2 separate regions of the Anas platyrhynchos genome follow, and region 2 is linked to region 1. The links are chromatin contacts, called in public Hi-C maps. All regions are on one chromosome and are shown on one strand. Each heading gives the region's core, a stretch centred on a gene start, on an enhancer-like site or on the middle of the called end of the contact. The rest is flanking DNA. Distances are from core to core; before and after follow the strand shown. Region 1 overlaps CNN3 (calponin 3). Region 2 overlaps CNN3 (calponin 3).

Evidence for each region. Hi-C and Micro-C count contacts between places; a contact is called where the count stands out from the background.
Region 2: a contact with region 1 is called in a Hi-C map of subcutaneous adipose tissue, with 1.7 times the contacts expected there. The contact joins two enhancer-like sites. A contact is called at or near these places in 3 of 8 Hi-C or Micro-C datasets (liver, skeletal muscle and subcutaneous adipose tissue).

The regions. Positions count from the first base shown.
Region 1 is chr8:9,040,656-9,047,298 of IASCAAS_PekinDuck_T2T, reverse strand. All of the region lies in intron 3 of CNN3 (calponin 3), which reads left to right. Among named protein-coding and RNA genes, the nearest start is that of TLCD4, 45 kb to the left of the region's middle. Within about 2 kb of position 2,303, at least 2 of the 8 cell types and tissues checked have an H3K27ac peak or open chromatin away from gene starts, as enhancers often do. A contact at or near this core is called in subcutaneous adipose tissue, where this site is marked.
Region 2 is chr8:9,080,775-9,087,417 of IASCAAS_PekinDuck_T2T, reverse strand. CNN3 (calponin 3) reads left to right here. Exons shown (of 9, transcript XM_072041844.1): 3 at 4,210-4,332. Among named protein-coding and RNA genes, the nearest start is that of TLCD4, 4.6 kb to the left of the region's middle. Within about 2 kb of position 3,902, at least 5 of the 8 cell types and tissues checked have an H3K27ac peak or open chromatin away from gene starts, as enhancers often do. A contact at or near this core is called in subcutaneous adipose tissue, where this site is marked.

The sequences.
Region 1 (6,643 bases), core at 1,054-3,553:
ACACTTTTGTAGTATATACCATTCACAAACGTTTACACGTGATTAATTAAGCATGCGTATGGGTTACTCTCCACTTGGATTTTTGACCAATTCCAACTCTTGTACTGTATTCTGTACGTATGATGTGAGTACAGCTGGATTTGAATAGAGATGAAAATTCAGTCAGATGCCAGAATAGCAAATAAAGCAAGTGAATTAAAATAAACAAGTATAGTTATGGTAGTTTTCTGTGTAGAATAGATCATCTTAAGTTCCATGCTAAGAGTGTGTTTGCAGCCAGTGGTGTAAATGAGCCGTTTCAGATCAGTGTGTCCACCGTCCCTTCTGCTGGGATCTTCGTACCAATTGGAAGACATAATTGAACTTACTTTCACCGTTTTTTTCATGTTAAAATAAGTCAGTTATTGAAATGCTTTAGTTTGAAAAACTTACATGAAGAAATATTCTTCCAGTACTTGCTTAATTGCTGAAAAATCCTGCTTTAGAACTTAGTACAGGGCGGTTAAATCCGAGCATCTTAGTGGTTTGACTGTCTTTAGTACTTTAACAATAGTACTTTCTTTCACACGAGTTATAAACTTCCCGTATAGCAGGTTTGTGGCTTGATTTTCACATAACTTAAAATATAATTTAAACAAACAGTTGATCCAAAAGTTCATAATAAACTCCTTAAAAATACCTATTCTACTGTCTGTTACAAAGATTTTATGATTTCTACAGAACTGCCTACAGGATCTGTGTAAACAGGGAAAGTGTCATGCTAAATTTCAAATGGTCTTAGCATATGTTTTCTTAGACTTCCTTGAGTAATCTTCCAGATTTTAAATGGTAGACTTTTAAAGATGGATATTATTACAAAATTAAGTAAACATTTTCTAATATTTTTCTACTTTTTTTTAATATCACAGTAATTGCAGATCATATTCTTCTTGCAACTCCTACATGGTTAAAGCACAACTTCCTTGGGTGGCCATATCCAGAATATTCTTTGATGTTTCCTGGAATACAATCAACATTTTTTATCTCCTACTGGGACGTTTTAAAAGCTGTTCTACTGGGGGAGAAAAGTATGTAAACTTGAAAGAGCGCATGATTTTGTGGATAGTTGTGCAGCAGTAGAGAAGTACTCCCAAATAGATATAGTGACCCTTGGTGCTCTTGCTTTCTGGCTGCAGGCTGTCCAGGCTTTGAGAACACCGTTCCACCAGCACTATCGCAGGAGGAACCTCAGGAGACACTTCCTTGTTTGCTACTAGGGAAAATACAACGTTCTCAGAATTTTTGATATTTGATGTTTATGTAGCGGGATGCTCAGTTAGATTTTGTTTTTCCCCCACCCATTAAACAAGCAGTTCACTGGTCTTTCTGGACGGCATGGTAACAGTATTTTCAGTGTATGGCTCAGCACTTTTCTTTCAGAAGTAGTCACTGCTGCTGATGGTGTGATCTGCACCCATTTATTGTTGTACCAGAGTTCAGTAATATTGGGGAAGGGTTCAAATCCAAGTAAAATCTGTTCTCAGGAGGTAACAGGTCTCTGTGCATTGATTGGGATCAGTACTGTCCTAACTGAGAAGAAACTTTACTTTCTGGTGCTTTTTGTGCAGTGAAAACTGCCATGGTTTAAAATAATGGGTAGTGAGTATTACTGAAACCATGTTCTGTAAAGAAATTCAAACTATTCAGAAATACACAGAATAAATAGTACAATGCAAACAGATTTGATATCAAGACTAATAATGTATGGTGACAGGAGCAGATTATAGAATCATAAAATGGTTTGGGTTGGGAGGAACCTTAAAGCCCACCTAGTTCCAAGCCCCTGCCATGGGCAGGGACACCTCCCACCAGCCCAGGTTGCTCACAGCCCCATCCAGCCTGGCCTTGAGCACCTGCAGGGATGGGGCATCCACAGCCTCTCTGGGCAGCCTGTGCCAGTGCCTCACCACCCTTTGAGTGAAGAATTTCTTCTTAATATCCAATCTAAACCTACCATTTTAGTTTAAAGCTATTACTCCTCGTCCTATCATGTTGCTGCAGTTGGAAGTAGAAGCTGATCAATGAGGAGAACAGGAGTTGTAAGCCAGAAATCTGACTGTGACAAGAAATGATTACGTAAACGCGAGGGGAAGAAACTGAAAACAAATGTCAGTGTGAGAGAGAGCTGCAGTAACCCAGCTGCACAAAACAGGGTAGATGCAGTATTCAGTCTGAGGATGGACACGAGTCTGAGTTAGAGCAGTCTGAGGGAAGGGATGGTAGCATCTTTTTCTCGACTGGCTTGTGAGCTGTCACAAAGTCGTACTGGACAGCCAAGGAATAGAACACACAGTTCTTCCAGCCTGCTGCTCTGGCAGCAAAAGCCCATCATGACTACAGGTATCTTGTTTGTAAGATGACTTGGAAACTGTGAGGCATGGCTTGTTCTTACTTCACAGAGCTTCAACTTGTGCAGGTGGAAACAATGCCAGGAAATTTGGATTAATTCTCATCCATTCCTCTTTTAAGGTTTGTGATCTAAATTATGATTTACAGAGAAAACAGTGAAACATGGGTGAGTTACCAACTATGCTACAAATAACAAAAAATAAAAGTTTAATATTAAGCTAAATGGATACTGCTGTAAAAATTTTGTGCCTAGATAGTGTGAGCTCTATCTAGCTCTCAGTGAGCTCTTTTAACATTAGTTTTACACACTGTTTCCTGCCTTTCTGTACAACAGTCCATAATGACAGAAGAAAACTGTGTGTTCAAACAGCAGGGCATGCTTAATGGTGGCTTGCATTTTGTACTGTACCTTCCCATTTATTTTTCATCTGGCTTTCCGCATTTCTTCTTACATTTGGGTTTCTCATTGCACAAATATGCATCCCGTGACATCTGTTTTTGCATGGAGCCCTGGTCAACATACATAAAATTAACAGGGTATTTTAATTTGTCCTTATGGTGAAAGTTCATTGGGTTGGTAGCTCAAATGACAAAAGGCTCCACTTGATGGTGAGCTTGGTGCTGTCACTCCCTCTTCTGCCCCACCTTCAGTAAAACCAAAGCTTTGTAGTTTCCCACTAAGATTCTTTGTCTCATTTTAAAGGTTACACACTTTATTTTATTCTATAACTAAAGCACTTTGTTGACAGACTTACTTGCTCCAACTAGAAGCGTTGCGCTGAGAAATGCTGATTATGTCCTTATGTTACTCTCCCTTAGCCCTGAAGTTTAGATATGTACAATAATCAATTTACACTTTCAACCACAAAGTTTTAACTGGGTTGTATAAAAAGTAAATCCAAACAACCTTAAAAAAAAAAAAAAGTGGGAATTGGAAGCGTTCTGGAACAACAGGCAATGAGCACAACAGGGCAGTTGAGATGCAAGGAGCAGGAATGCTGCAGAATAGTTTGGGATTAGCCTTGTAGTCTGCCTCACTCCCGCTTTGACAAGCACTTGCTCTTAGGGTTAAAACTTTTGACCAACGATCAGTTTTTCAGCTGTTTTCTGGTACTTCAAGTACAGCATGCTGCATGCTAAAGGCGTGACTCCTGCTGCGGGGGCGTGAGGCCTGAAGCGCAAGTCAAAAGTTCCAGAAGAAGGAAGAGTTGTTGGCAGATGTAACGTGACAGGGAACTTTGGAAGTTTTATCTTCTGGAACTGTTCTTTTTAACTTGCTAAATTCTGTGTTTGTTAGTCCCAGCGACTTGTAAAAAGGTATGCAGCCTGTGTAAACCTTTTCCTGAGATACTGTTACAGTATTTTTCCAGAGCATAGCAGCAAGATAGCTGAACTCGAACCGGAGATTTGGCATATCTATAGCCTGTAACGTGCAGTGTGTACCGTGTAATTTGGAAAAGATTATTATAAACGGACAAATGAAAGTCCATATGAGATCATTTATGGTGTGAAATACTTGTTAACATTATCACTCAAACTCAGCACCCTACAGGCACATGCAGTAACTCGAGTCATCTGCCTGCATCCCTCGAGGTTGGCAAAGATAACTTTGCATTTGTTTCAAGGAATCCGTACCCTTGATAAAAACAGCGATGATGATTTCTCTTGTACTAAGGATGGAGGGAGGTTTTTTTACACTGTAAGAGGTCCCAAACGGGAAAGTCCTACCTGAACAGAACAAGATGTGAGGATCAGAGAGAGTTCAAGAATCCTGAATTCTCTGTTTGCCAAAATAAGCATATTATAAGTAAGCATGGATAGCATGAAATACTGCAGTAAGTTTATCCACGTATACCATCACCAAAGCATATTTCACTGTACATCTAAGTATTGTGAAGTTTCTAGAGGAATCAAGTTTAAACCAAGCATTTTAGCCTAAGGCATATGTATTGGCATAAACGTACATATATCAGGATGCCTAGTATTATACATGTGTGACATTCAAAGATGAAACTTGGCATTTAAAATAGGAATTGCTAGTAAGAGTAAGAGCTGACCTATTGGTACCCCAAGTTCTACAACCAAATCTGCTCCTTCCGCTCCAGAAAGACAAAACAAATTAGGAAGCAAAAAAAAAAAAAAAAGCCCCTCCACCTTCAGAACTGAAATGCATCAGTTTTAGGTTATAAAGATAATGTGCTTTAAGTTATCTGTAATAGAAGATTACTATATTGAAGAGATTTTACCTAAATTTCATACTGTGTTACTAATTTTTTTTTTCTTTCCTGTTTCTGTGCATCATTAATGAGGCAGTCTTCTATCCTGGCTCTATAAGACAAGATTGTGTACAGGACAGACTCAGTACAGCAGCAGCACATAAGCACCTGAAACAGCTTCTGATAAATTTAAATCCTTTAATAAAATGTTAACATTGTATGACTGCATGTGAAGCTCAAGAAGACAAATGTAATGTCTATGATCTCAACTGGTACAAAAGAGTCAAGCTCAAAATGTTCTTTTAAAGCATGGAGAAGTTTTCCTGATTTCCACCTCCTTCCCAAAAATTCAGATACAGCTGGAATGTTTTGCAGAGATGCAATTAACTGAAGTATTTTATACAGCTCTATTTGAAAAGTACCTTTTTTTTTTTTTAAATGAAAAGAAGCCAGTCCTAAATGACAATAAGATCCTAATTTTTCTGCAGCCTCCTCTTGTGACTTACAGTAGCAAAGTGAAACCAAAGTCTTCTGAAGATTACCTCTACCGTAAAAGTATCATATTTCTACTTAGAGTTAATCAGAAAAGTTGTCTTCAGTTGTCAAAGTATTTTTTCTGTGCTGAAAGCGAAGCCAGCTCTTCCATATTATGAATTTTACTAATAGTCAGGAGCTTGTAAAAGGCAAGTAACATGTACTTGTTTCCTCCCACAACCATAGAGCACCTACAATTTTTCACCACTTGCATAAGTTTAGTTTCCTTTCAAAGAGGCTTCTTTGAAATCTGTGTCTCAGAAGTAACAAGAACAATAGCATTTATAGCTTTATATCTTTCAAGAATTACAAGAACAAAGTAAAGAATTTATATTAATAGTTGGCTTCCTGCTGTTTTTAAACCAGATTTTAAATTTTTATATCCATTGCTACAATTGGATCTTTTCTACAGTGTTCTGACTGGTACCTTTTTTCAATGGCACTGGTGATGAACACTTTGAATTAAGGTGCTTAGCTACTGCTATCATCTTTGCTAGACGGTGCTTTCTTTTTTGTGAACATAAGTTTTAAGCATCTTCCATGAAAGTCAGTACTTTAAAAAGAATGAAATGTTGGCATGTTGATAAGCAGTAATGGAAAAAGCCATAAAGTTTTTCATTTATATTAAAGCTTCCAACTTTCCCCTCACAGATAGCAATCAAAGGAAAACTGGAACAACTGATAGTGATAGACATGTGGAAAATATGAAGTATTCACCAGTTTGGTGTTGCATAACTTCTAATTGTGTCACTGGGAGTAAAAAAAGAGCTAACAATTCAAAGTAAACATAATACTTTGCTCCTGGTACCTGACCCAGGCTCTTCCTGCTTAACTCCTTCTTGTCACACGTTTAAGTCAGATTATAAAAGGTTTCCATGTCTTTACCTTTCAGATAGAGTAAGTATAACTTTCAGAGAAACTATCACCACTCTTTACTTTCTGTAACCTAGTTGCCCACCAGTTCAAATACATCAAAACAAAACCTTTGCCATATTTAAATCAAACCGCACAGTACTTACTGAAGACAATGCAGAAAATTTTCAGATTTAATAGCAATGCTTTTAATGCCAAAAATGCAAAGCTTCCTCACGTGTTTAAACATTTATTTCCTATCTGTATTTAAGCACAGTAGCGATATCCCCGAGAAACTTTAAAACCTCTTGAAAAACTGAAGATTTTAACACACGTGAGAGTACTCCAACATAGAGTAAATATTTAAGAGACATGATAAAATTCCATCTGATTACTTCCAAGTTACCCAAACAGTGGGGGTTGTGATTCACTATTCATCTTAGTTGTAATCTCAAATGCGGAATGTACTTTACATTATATGAGAAAAAATGTTACCTTTCTTTTTCCTTTATATACTTGCAAATAAAGACTGAAATAGCCACACGTAGAATTGTTTGGTGGTACTCTGTCTAGTAGACTTTATATTTCTTTACTGTAAGTAGGGGGAGGGAGGAGATGAGTGGTCTTTGAAGCGCGTCCCTTGATCACCAACT
Region 2 (6,643 bases), core at 2,653-5,152, 39 kb before region 1:
GTATTATCTAAGGTTTTATCTAAGAAAGCCTTGATTAAAATTGTATTTCTTTTGTGTTTCTAGACTGTTTTACTTTGTTTTTAAAACTGAGCATTAGTTACACAAGTGCTTAAAAGTATTTAATGCATCTTAATGGCAGTAGTTTCCTGATTGATGACCTGAGCAAACACTGAATTCCTAAAAATAATGAAAAATCATGAAAATATTCTGAATATCTTTTTATCAAATGTTTGCTTGCTTTGAGCCAGTTGACTGTATCATTAACAGACCAGCAGTATGACTCTCTGCTGATGTAAAGTACAATCTGATGTCCAGCAGAATTAGTAGAAAGACTACGTTTTTATTTAGAAAATGGAAGAAGTACAATGGAAGTTAATGTTTCCATTACAAAAATCTTATTCCTTTTGAGCAAGCTGCACATGTCATAAATAACTTATTTATGTGGCATTGATTTCTAATGGTGCACTTACAGTATTTCTGTTGTTTTCAGCAACACTGATAGGACTGAAAACTAGAACTCAGTACTAGTGATTTTCAGAACAGACTCTTTCCTTGTAAAGCAACTGCTGCTAAGGTGAGCAACAAGCTCACTCAGGAATGAAGTTTATAAGTTTGTCTATTCCACTTTCAACTCTAAAGGTGAAGGTTCCTTGCATTCCACAGATATCTGTATCGAGTGGGGATGGCTTCATTTAAAATTCAGTGTGGCTGTCCCTTCTCTTGTTGTGTACCATGGATGAGTTTAGTTAAGTGGCAGGAGGTATTTCATAATTCAGAGAAATCTTGTTTGGTAATTGGCCATTTTCATCAAGAGCCATATTCATTTATCTGAAAAATGTCCAACCCTAAGTTATTAAGTTTATTAAAAAATACATACTTCAATTACTAAAAAATAATGTATTTTTCACTAGTTCACTTAGCTAAGCAACTTCCCTTTCCTACCCCCAGCCAACTGCTAACACATCATGTAGTTATATTTTCCTTGAGCACTGAAAGCCAGAGGAACGTACTTGGCTGCATCTGAGTTTGCTGTCTGGATAACAGATGCTCACTTTACTTTGGCCATTCTTTTTCCACTGAGCAAAAATATTCAGAGTGAAATAGAAGATACATTTTGGAAAGTGAAGGTCATGTGCCTATAGCATGTATTTGCCAACTTTCAGAGTATGCTTTCAACTAATGTGTGCTTTGGCACTGAGGGTGCTAGAGTACATACCCGTTTAAAAATCACATGTTAGTGGCTTCTTGCAGCTTTGAATAAACGAAGGGGAAAACTCTGAAAGCTTCAATCCACAATCATTCCCTTCCTCTTCTCATCAAGGAAGTATATTTTACCAGAACTAAAGACTGGACAGAAGACAGATTCGAATAATGATCTAAGAGAAAATCAATGTACTTCTGTAGCAAATTACCATGTAAAAGCCACAAATATAACCAATTTTTCTTTCTGATACGTGGTATAGCCCAGATCTAAAAGCAGCAGTATTCAGGCAGAAGGAAAAGAAGCTAAAAGCAACATCTTGCTAACAAGAAACGAAACGCTGCGCACCTACCCACTAAGTCTTCTGGAAAATAAAATCCAAAGAGCCTCCTAAGAGAAGTCCCTGGTCCTGCTACCACTTTATTATCTCTGGCTCCCAACCTGTAACCACAGTAATTCTACTTGGTTGCCCCCACAGCTGATAGCCAGGTTATCTTCTGCAATCAGCACAGAGAACCTGCTTCAGCTCCTGCTGACTTAGTCTAGCAGTAGAAAGACAATTTACATATGTTGACTGAACAACACACATTCTTCAAGGGATCTTGTACCCTATTCACCATGGGTAAGAGGACAAGCCAGATTAATTTGCCTTTACATAATGCTTATTTGACCACATTCTTTTCCATTATGTTTCATGAAAGTTATCATGCTAGGAAATCCTGTTCATCAGCATGAAAAAGGACTACATAAACCTAGTTTCTGTGGAAAAATTGCAGTATATTCAGCTGAGGATATTTTAACAATTCACAGCAATAACAGTTTTCCATGATGCATGCATGCAACTTTTCCCTGCATGCTTGCAAAACTGTGCTATTAAATAGGTAAGGACTACATCGCTGGTTTTAAAACTGCAGTACCCTGTCAACATCACTGAATTGCCAGTTTGGAACATTTGTCTTCAAATAATGAAAAGGTTTCTGATTCTGCTACAGCAGTAAGAAAAATAAATGCAACAGTATGAGACCACAGAACTTAGGGAAGAGTTTTTTGTTTCTAATATCAGACATATTATGCAGTTTTCCAACAAAAGATTCCGGAGGTGCCTTTGTCCAGAATACTAGCAGTACTCCATTAGATGAGACACTGGAGAAACACCTGGCAGTGGCTTTTAAACAAACAGAATCCTATTTTGTTCCCCAGCTAAATATTCAAGAGTCGATTGATGCATGGGCTGAAGTTCTAATATGCAATACAGACGTCAGTGCACAAAGTTTCAAGCATGTATTGCGAAGAATATAGATAAAACCAGTCTGATCTTTACTCCAATTCTACAACTAAATTTCTACTTCTATACCATTTAGGGTCCCTGCCAAATTTTGGTGATTTTTTTTTTTTATGATGGAGAATATTACATACAGTTCTTTGGCAAGAACTTTATTATTTAATACCATCCTTGCAGTGAAGGGAACATCCAAATGCTTCTACTAAAACTTGATCTGCCTAAAACTACCTTGTCAATACATATTTCTTACAGGACGGCATACTGTGAAAGAGTCTAAACTTCACTTAACAGCATTTCTTTTTATCACCTGATCTCTTACAAAGCTTTAAGAAATAGTGATAACCAGAATCCTGTTAAATGGGGAACAGGGGGCACGTTTGTTTTTCCATATTTTGTTATCACACTAATACAATCAGTTACAACACCTTCAAATAAAATATAAAACAGCCAGTTCGTAACATCTGTTAATGCCTTCCAGTATTACAACAATTAAAGAACCTTATTGCAATGAAACGAGATAATTTCAGTCAAGAAAATTAACTTAATATTCTGCATTTGTAAGGGTTCTTTCTTTATTTTCTTTCTACTTCACATAAAAAAGACCTGAGTTATAGCTATTCAAGACAGATTTGTAGTTTGTATTTAATGTGCAACTATTGGTAACATCACCTTTCCTAATCACAAATAAGCAGGGCTAAATTGTATCAGTCAGATATGGTGTAATTGAAGTAAATGGGGGAGTTTTCAATATGTGTAATGATATTTAGAGTCCCTCGCTCCTAACGTTAGTGATCTGGTGTCCCATGTGAAGTTAGTGACCGCTGTCCAGATCTAAACAATATGTCAGCATCACTGGGCAGTACAGTGTACTTAATGTATTTGTTTTTCATCTCAACAATGACAAATTGAATGGGCATCAGGACTACCCTCAGCTGTAGCAATAATTCTTAGGTGCAGTTCCTCTATGTCAAAGACGTCGGGGGAGAGTACATGAAGCCTGAATACCGTTGGCTGCATACAGTGTTCTGAGACAAACAGAAAACATCCGTATTTTGTTAATTCGATACCTTTTACACACATTGGATGATCTCTAATTTTGCCTAAGTAAAAAACAATGAATAGTATTTCTTAAACTTAATATTAGTTTATGTTCTTTCCTGTTTTAAAATGCAAATATTTTGCATTTTGAGTATGTCTTGCATATTCTTCTGAATATTCGAGTACTCACTTAAAGGAGAGTGATATTTACTATTACATTTTTAATAGCATGCACTGGACATTAATTGGGAAATGTTGTTACATTTTCTGCAATGTAAATCCACGATGAGTTTAAGCAGGAAATAAAAAGGAGTCACCTTGTTTGGACTAGTTTATGAAACCTGGAAATGTGTCCCGGTGACCACTAGGAGGGGCACTAAGTTAACATACAGCAGACGAAGTTGCTCCAGCTGAGTTGTTTTTAAATTTAGGAATGTTTTAAAGTAACATAGGAAACGATTTTAAAAATAGATATATAGTTCTAGTATTTTGTTTAACCTCATTCCAAAGAGTGCTAAGCATGATAGTGAATAAGGCATCTAAGAAAGGATTTCATACCCAAATATTTCCAACCTAGATTTAAAAATTAAAAAAAAATGTTGGCACAGATAGGTCTAATAACTCTATAGAAGGAACAACAACATTCTTAGAAAAAATAACAATTCAGCTTTATCATGCTCTCTTACAGTTCACCCTTGATCGCATTCCCAGAAGCCGCGAGGTTAGACAATCTTGGATCTCTTCCGTGGTAACAACCCTGTACTCCATACTTTATTCCTTTCCTTTGACCTACAAACTGAAACCAGATTTGGTAGGTAAATCTTTAAGTATTGAGAATTTGCTAATCTTCACTGTAGAAGAATTTGGAATATCGAGACATTGCAGACTGTATCACGTGTGTGCTTAGTTCTACAGTTCACAGGACATACGTTTTTGAACATTAAAAGCTGAAAGAGATATTGTAGCAATACACCAAGAAACAGAATGGTTTCACGCAAGTGAATTAGTCCAGCAAAACTAGTATCCTTTCTCAAAGTTTTCAGGTAACATTAGGGAGCGAATGCCAGTAGAGCTACCACAAACAGGTTTGCAGGTTCTTGATAATATCTCTTCAGGATTGCGACAGCACAAACTATGCCTGAAAGCCCGGTTATCCTTTTGGCTGGTCTTGCTCCAGAAATGGTATGACCAGTCTGGAACAGACAGGTTCAGACCAGCAGAAATGTATACAAATTCAGTTCTCGTGCTTACTTGGCAAAGGCCACCTGGTTAGTCAATACTAGGGGATCTACCAACCGAGCTGGACCTGCCCAATCAAACCTGTTACATACTGTAGAAGGGGATAAAGTCTAGCTTTTCAGCTAGATACATAGGTATTTAGTCTATTTGGAGACTAACAATTATCTGATGACAAAAAGCATCCCTGCCAAAACATCAACTAGAGCCTCTCACTTCTGGTAGCTTTTTCTAGCTGTTCACAAAACCGCAATCCCATGCTAATTACAACATACATTTTAAAACATTCTACACACTTTATCGAGTCAGAAGCATTCAGGGTTGTCAGGTTACAGAAATAAACAAAATAGTAAGACATATCTGATCGATAAAGATTTTTGTTAATGCAGGACTCAGAAGGTAGTGCATTGGACTCCATGGTTTGAGTCCTACCATTCTTTAAGAAAAAAATTGATAAAATCTGACCTTTTGCTAGAGTTGTCATATTAAGGTATCAGATATCCAAACTTGGGATTTAAAAGACATTTTAGCAGAATTTCATATTATTATTACTTTTAATATTTAAATGAGACCTGTATAAACTTGTGCAGTTGCAAGTTATTTTTCATAATTTAGTAACGATGTATATATACCCACAGAGGATGTTTGTAAACTGACTTTTTTAACTCTCGCTGTGAACTGTATGGCTCGTTCCAAAGAGGCTCAAATATAATTGTGTTATTTTGAACATTGAGAGAAGCTGCTGTGAATTGTATGATCTCATGGGCTTCAGTAGTACTTTTCAGTTCCTGTTAGATCAAAAGCTATTTGCTTGCTGAAGTTTTCAGAACAGTTTAATGTGCAGAACAACAAACAGTTTCTTTTCAGTCTTTTTTTCAAGCCTATAAAGTTGGGATGGAGGAGGGGATACTTTTCTTTCTACAGTGATTTTTATTTGGGGAGGAAATATTAATGGGTAGTTTACATGAAGCAGATACCTTACAGAAAAGGTATCAGATATTTAGGAATCACCTTGCTACACCACTGGTTTCATTTAATGTATATATATTTTTAAACTAAATATTGCAAAAGAAACTGACTGCAAATCCCACTGCGTAGATTAATATATTACACAAAGTGTCAATAGGACACATCCTAGGAGAAGAGCAGGAAGTTACTAATTCCATGGTTCCTCTGTTTACAAGAGAAATTTAAAGTGACAGTGGGATTTACATGTAGAATTACCAGAAACATGGTTGGAGTTGATAAGATGTCTAAAGCTTAATGCTTTTGAAAAACACTTGTCCTCATAAAATTAGGAATATGTTTTAGCAAGGCCTGTAAGACCTTTGCAGAGTTTAAGGGAAACACTAGTTCAGAATTCCATCCAAAGATTCCTTATCCATGATTAGAAAAGGGCTTGAGGGGAGGGAGTTCCCAAATGTTTTTTGCCAGATACTATCACTGGCCACAACAGCAGCAGGTACTGCCACCGGCAGGAATATTTCTGGCTTTATGCCAAATCTTATACCACTTCAAAGCAGCTTTGCATACTACACTACTAGTTGTGTATATGTGTATCTCATAGCTTAGGAATTCTTCAAAACACAGTAAGTCAGAGAGCTGTAAAGATCTTAAAGCACTTATCAAAGTAAAGCGATATGGGGATTAAAATGTGTCGCATTGCCAGTGAAAAGATCCTGTGTGATACATGAAGCAACTGGTAATATTTAATTGCCTTTAGAGGAAAATGTTCTCAGTGAATTGCAACTCGCCCTATTCTTGGCAGAACATAAATGATCAGTAGTTTAAGGACCCAGAAAGGGTGGAACAAGTGCTGGAGTTTACAGGATTAATCTATAACTTTTGGCATGGAAACGGACACCCGAATATAGAAGCAAGCACAC